2 separate regions of the Sus scrofa genome follow, and region 1 is linked to region 2. The links are chromatin contacts, called in public Hi-C maps. All regions are on one chromosome and are shown on one strand. Each heading gives the region's core, a stretch centred on a gene start, on an enhancer-like site or on the middle of the called end of the contact. The rest is flanking DNA. Distances are from core to core; before and after follow the strand shown.

Region 1 (2,861 bases), core at 322-2,821, 40 kb after region 2:
CACAGGAGGAGCCCACGAGCAGCCCACAGGCCTCAGATGGGCGCAGCACGGAGCGCGTCCACACGTCCACCACGTCGTCCTCAAAGAGCCGGACGACGGACTGGCACACGGCGGGCGGCGCGATTTTCAGCAGCTTGCACACCTTGATGGCTACGGAGCCCACCCAGGCCACACTGACCTCTTCCTGGGAGGGAAGAACCGGGGGTGAGCGGTCAGAGACAGCCCGGGGACCTGGCCGCCCCTCGATTCCACCCTGGGGCCCCCTCCTCCAAACTGGGGCTAGGATGGATTCGGTATCACCATGGTGAAGCAGACCTTGCCCTGTGACTCGGGCATCACCAGGCCAGTGGCATTTTAGCTCGGTGGCATTTCAGGTCTTTTCCTGCCCGCTGGCTTTCTCAGTCCCTGTCTCAAGTGCCATGAAATTTGGGGTGGGCAGGATGACGACTGTCCAGAGCTTGGGGACACACACAGGGACAGGGCCTTGTCTCCCTGAGGAGCCCCAGAAAGCTGACCTACCAACCAGCGCTCATCACAGCCCCATCAGGGTCAAGGCAGCCCAGCCCCATCAGGTCCCACACCTCTGGATCGTCCTTAATTCAAGTCCTTTTTGAGTCGGAGGGTCTTGGTGGCACCTTAGTCCCAGGCACCTTGCTTAGGGCTGCAGGTGCTAAAGCTAAGGTGGAGGGCACTGGGTCAGGCACACCAGGGTCAGAGCCCTGGCCCTACCCCTCACCAGCTGCTGGCCCTCCTCCTGGTCCTTCCTCCAGCAAGTGACTTCAGCTCAGGACCTCTATTCATTTGTGAAATGGGGTGAAGAATGGTAAGGAAACCAGCCTGCAGGCTTGATTTAACCTCCATAAAAGGGCTAGCACCGTGCCCAGCCTGAACTCTTTCCTCACTTCACAAGGTCACAGAGGAGGTGGCAGTGGTGGCTTGCAGCCACGGGTGTCCCCAGAGGAGGGCAGATTAGGTAAAGGTTTGCGGACCACAGCCTCTCCATCGCGGTTGCTCTTAGGCTAGGTCTTAGCCCAGCCCCCGCTCCAGCGCGCCCCTCCATCCGGCGCCCCGCCCCGCGCCCCCCTCCCCTGCCGGCAGCCCCCAGAGCGCTTACCTTTAGCCCGAGGTCGAGGGCAGTGAACAGGCCTTTGCAGACGGGACAGCTGAGGTTCCACCAGCCAAAGGCTTTCCGGAGCTGGGGCGCTATGCGACTGAACTTGGCGGGGTGGCCTTGGGCGGGAAGAGGATGAGCCCCAGCAGGAGCCCAGAAAACCAGGGGGTCAGACAGGGCCAGGGTCAGTGCCAAGCCCATACTCAGGAGCCTTAGGCTGGGGACCCGCAAGAAGCTGTCCAGTCTCTGCTCCCAGCCCCACCTGGGGCGGCCCTGGCCGGGAGGCCCTCGGTGGCGGGGCATTGCCGGGCTTCCTAGACCCGACGAACCAGCCCGGCCCCGGCCGGTGCGGGCCCTGGTTGGCTCTCCGGATCCCAGGCGGCGCGGTCGGCTGACTGCTCGGAGCTGAGCCACAACGCCGCTCCGCCCCTTCCTCTTCCTCCGTCCGCAGCAGCTGATCGCGGTGTCGGGGAGGCGGAGGTGGAGGCGAAGTGGGCCGGCCGCGCCCGACCCGCCCGGACCCCGCCCGCGGTCCCGCTCCCGCCCTCGCCCTGACCCCGGGCGGTCCAGCTGTGCCAGGCCCCGGCAGGTGCCCAGCCCTGGCTGGAGCCCAGCCTGGCCGGCGAGAGGCCCCTCCAAGGCCCCTAGGCGCCTCGCTTCTCCAGAGCTGCGTTCTTCGGATCCCTCTGATAGCTGACTGCCAGGCCCACCCGGCTTTAAACTTTGGGAGGGAGATGGGTGGGGGATGGAGGCGGGGGAGGGGCTGGGTGGCGGGGGCACCGCGGGCAGGGACTCTCACACCTTGTCGGCCCTCTGTCCTGGCGGGCACCACCAGCCCTCAATTTCTCTAGTTCTGCCACTGGTACCCGCACCCTGACTGATGATCTTACTGACTCAGAGCCTCCAGTTAGAAAGGACCCTTTATTCGCAGGGGGGCACCCCTACCCCTCATTGTGTGGATGAGAAAACTGAGGCCCAGAGGAGATGAAGTGGCCAAGAAGAGGTGTGGACCCTGCAGCCAGCAAGGACGAGGATTACAACTTGGGCCTCCCACCCTCCCGCAGCCATGCCGGTAAAAGCTATTATTTCCCGAGCTCTGCAGGAGGTGACAGGCTCGGGAACAGGCATTTTATAATTATGAATCCTCCGTTCTAACAATACTAAGACGTGTGTAATACCATTCTCACCTCCATTCTCCGGTCCTGTCGGTTCTTTTCGTTGAGAATTTTTTTTCCAAGTGACTCTTCCCCCTCCGTTGTGTGGGCATCGTTTCAGATGGAGTACCAGGGTATCATAGGAAAGGCATTTGGTTTGGTCGCCAGTTCCTGGCACAGGACTCCTAAAACCCTTTGGATTTCCTGAGTGAGAGCAGTGTCTGGTTATAGAGAGCGCTTCCAATCACACCTGAATTTATGCTAATAAGGTAACTTAGGGTGGGGGCCCCTAAAGGACCTCAGGATGGGGCTGGTCACCGGGAAAGAACTCGTGAGCAGCCCTGGAGGCTGCATGAGGCCTCTTTCCTACAAATAAGAAATGAGGGGCCCAGGAAGGCTTTGGTGCCCAGGAGCCCCCAGGGCCCTGCCCTTGGTTTCATTCCTGGGCTGTACCTTTTGCACCATCCAGGATGTGTAAGTGAAAGGTGTTTTCCTGAGTTCTGGGAGCTTTTCTAGCAAATTATCAAACCCGAGTAGAGGATCATAGCCCTAGAGCTTAAGTATGGGTGGCAACCTGGGGCTTGTTTTGTTTTGTT
Region 2 (2,904 bases), core at 322-2,821:
AGGGACTTGAGGTTGCTGAGGGGGGAGGGAGTGGGCGGACTGGGAATCTGGGGTTAGGAAATGCAAACTATTGCCTTTGGAGAGGATAAGCAATGAGCTCCTGCCGTATAGCACTGGGAACTCTATCTAGTCACTTATGATGGAGCGTGATAATGTGAGAAAAAGAATGTATATATGTATGTGTGACTAGGTCACTTTGCTGCACAGTAGAAAACTGACAGAACACTATAAACCAGCTCTAATGGAAAAAAATCAGTGAATATTTTTTTTTAAAGAGGAGTTCCCACTGCAGCGTTGGATCTGTGGTGGTAAGGGTTCAAGCCCTGGCCCAGGCACTGGGTTGGGGATCCGAGGTGGCTGCAGCTGTGGCTCAGATTCAGTCCCTGGCTGGGGAGCTTCCATAGGCCATGGGTGGGGCCAAAAAAAGAAAAAACCAAAAGACAGACAAAGGAAAAAAGCATGAGGAAGCATAGGCAAAAGCCTAAGCAGACAGATGAAATGATTTCACGTTTTCTGAGGTAACGCAAAGGAGCCGAGGAGCGCCTGAGCTGGCTGAGGGAGGGCCAAGAAAGGCTTTGGCGACAAGAGCAGGTGTAAGCAGGAGTCAGCAGCTGTCAACATTGTGAAACCCCAGCACCGTTCTGTTGACTCTGTGATGGGTACACAAAGCACTGTTCCCTTGGGGTGGCAGCTATGAAGGTCTCCTTGGCCGCGGGTCTCTCTGGAAGAGGGACCCCTCTTCCTGCCCCACCACTGTCAGCCCTTCCCTCCCAGGTGATCTTTGCAAAGCTCTCTGCCAGTGGGGCTGGGGGCGAGGGTGAGACGTGGGCATTCGACAGCAGTGCAGTATTCCTGATCGCCCAAGGAAAAGCTGAAGAGGCGTGGGGGCGCCCCAGAAAGGCCCTTGGTGGAGCTTGGAAAAGGCTGTTCTCGGAGTTCCCGTGGTGGTTCAGTGTAAACGAATCTGACTAGTATCCACGAGGGTGCAGGTTCGATCCCTGGCCTCGCTCAGTGGGTTACGGATCTGGCGTTGCCGTGAGCCGTGTTGTAGGTCACAGATGCAGCTTGGATCCCACATTGCTGTGGCTGTGGTGCAGCCCTAAAAAGACCAAAACCCCCCCAGTTCTCTGAGCATTTCTCACATGTGTGTCTGTGCGTGTGGTTTTTAAGTTCATGTATGTACGAGTGTCTCAAGGCTCGCAGACACTCAAACATTTGAGTTTCCTCGGCTCTCCGGCACCATCGAGGTAACCTCAGAAAACGTTAATCAGTCCATCTTCCCCCTTCCCTGACCTGACCTTCCTGCCACCAGGACCCAGCGCCATGGTGGTGAGGGTCATGGTTGGACATTAACGGCTGGGCTGGTCCCTGCTCAAAAGTCACCGGAGGGGGATGGGGTCTCCTACCGGGAAGAGCCAGTCTTGGGCTCGGATTCCTGTCCGGACCCTGACCTTATTTGCACTGACGTAATCAGCCAACATTGGCACAGTCCCGGGAGGTCCCCCCCAGCAGGCATGGGCGGGGGCGGTGCTGCCGCCACCTCTATATAGGGCGTTCAGCCGGGGCCCAGCGCTGACCTGTGGCCCCCCCAGCTCATCATGGCTCGGGCGCTGGGAACAGTGGGGGCACCGTGGCTGTTGGGGCTCTGCTGCTCTCTGGCCATCGCCCACCCTCTTTCTCTGTGAGTGAGGCTGGGGCAGTGAAGGAGGACTGGGGCCCAGGCTCCAGTGGGACAGGGACAGATTTTAGGGCCAGGGTCACTTTGGGGTCAGGAGCTAAGAGAGAGGGATGGGGCCCTGTGGACCCCCCCACCTGTGTGTCTTCTCCCTAGGACTGCTGGCCCTAAGCACGGAGCTGAAGGCAGGAATGAGTCCAAGCCGGACCCAGACGTGACCGGTGAGGCCCGGCTCCCTGCGTCTATCTGTCCGGCTGTGACTGATCACCTGACTGGCCTTTGACTCGCTGTCTCTCCACCTCCTCAGAACGCTGCTCGGATGGCTGGGGCTTCGACGCCAGCACCCTGGATGAGCACGGGGCTATGCTGTTTTTTAAAGGTAGGAGGGGAGGTCCTGGCCTGGCTCAGTGTGTCAAGAACGCGACTGGGGAGTTCCCTTTGCGGTGCCGCAGAAATGAATCTGATGAGCATCCATGAGGACGGGCAGCTTCGATCCCTGGCCTCGCTCAGCGGATTAGGGATCCGGTGTTGCCGTGAGCTGTGGTGTAGATCACAGACACAGATTGGTTCTGGCACAGCTCCGATTAGACCCTTAGTCTGGGACCCTCCATATGCCACGGGTGTGGCCCTAAAAAGAAAAGAAAGGCAGGAGGGGCTGGGGGTGGCATTTGGGACTCAGACTTGGCCCCTTCACTGAGGGTGCGTCCCTCTGTGCGAGACCCTAGGGATCCCCTGAGGGCATCGCCCACGGCCTCGTTGTCACCATCTCAGGGGCCAAAAGCTTGTTCTGGGTCCCTCAGCAGGCGTGTTTTGCAGGGCCGTCTGTGTGGGCGGGTCAAAACTGGACCCGGGGGTTAATCTCAGAGAGGTGGAAAAACGCCCCCAGCTCCGTGGACGCCGCCTTCCGCCGTGGTCACGACAGAGTCTTTCTCATCCAGGTATGACCGGGCCAAGGTCAGGAAGCTCAGAGTCCACACTCCGGACCCTCCCCCGGGTGGCCCTGGCATGGGGCCCTCCCCGAGAGGTTCCAGGGTTCCTCCCCCTGTGCCTGCCTTTCCTGGAAGAGCTCAGACTAAGGGCACGTGTGTGCACGTGGGCAGCACAGCCCCCAGTGGCTGCTCGTCAGCCCTGACCTTCGGCCACGCCTCTCTGCCTCTCCTCACGCCGGTGACCGTCCTCTCCCTTCTGGGACTTTCTTCCTTTGCTTCCATGGCTCCACATCAGGTCTC

What was found. A called contact is a pair of places that touch in the nucleus more often than the background predicts.
Region 1: a contact with region 2 is called in a Hi-C map of liver, with 2.0 times the contacts expected there. The contact joins the promoter of SMPD1 here to the promoter of HPX in region 2. A contact is called at or near these places in 1 of 5 promoter capture datasets (liver), 10 of 47 Hi-C or Micro-C datasets (alveolar macrophages, embryonic fibroblasts, fetal heart ventricle and 5 more) and 2 of 2 datasets of contacts at active chromatin or transcription factors (alveolar macrophages and skeletal muscle).

The regions. Positions count from the first base shown.
Region 1 is chr9:3,326,922-3,329,782 of Sscrofa11.1, forward strand. SMPD1 (sphingomyelin phosphodiesterase) reads right to left here and starts at 1,572. Exons shown (of 6, transcript XM_021062347.1): 1 at 1,115-1,572; 2 at 1-184. The coding sequence starts at 1,414.
Region 2 is chr9:3,286,717-3,289,620 of Sscrofa11.1, forward strand. HPX (hemopexin) reads left to right here and starts at 1,572. Exons shown (of 11, transcript NM_213953.2): 1 at 1,572-1,681; 2 at 1,832-1,896; 3 at 1,983-2,054; 4 at 2,492-2,613. The coding sequence starts at 1,599.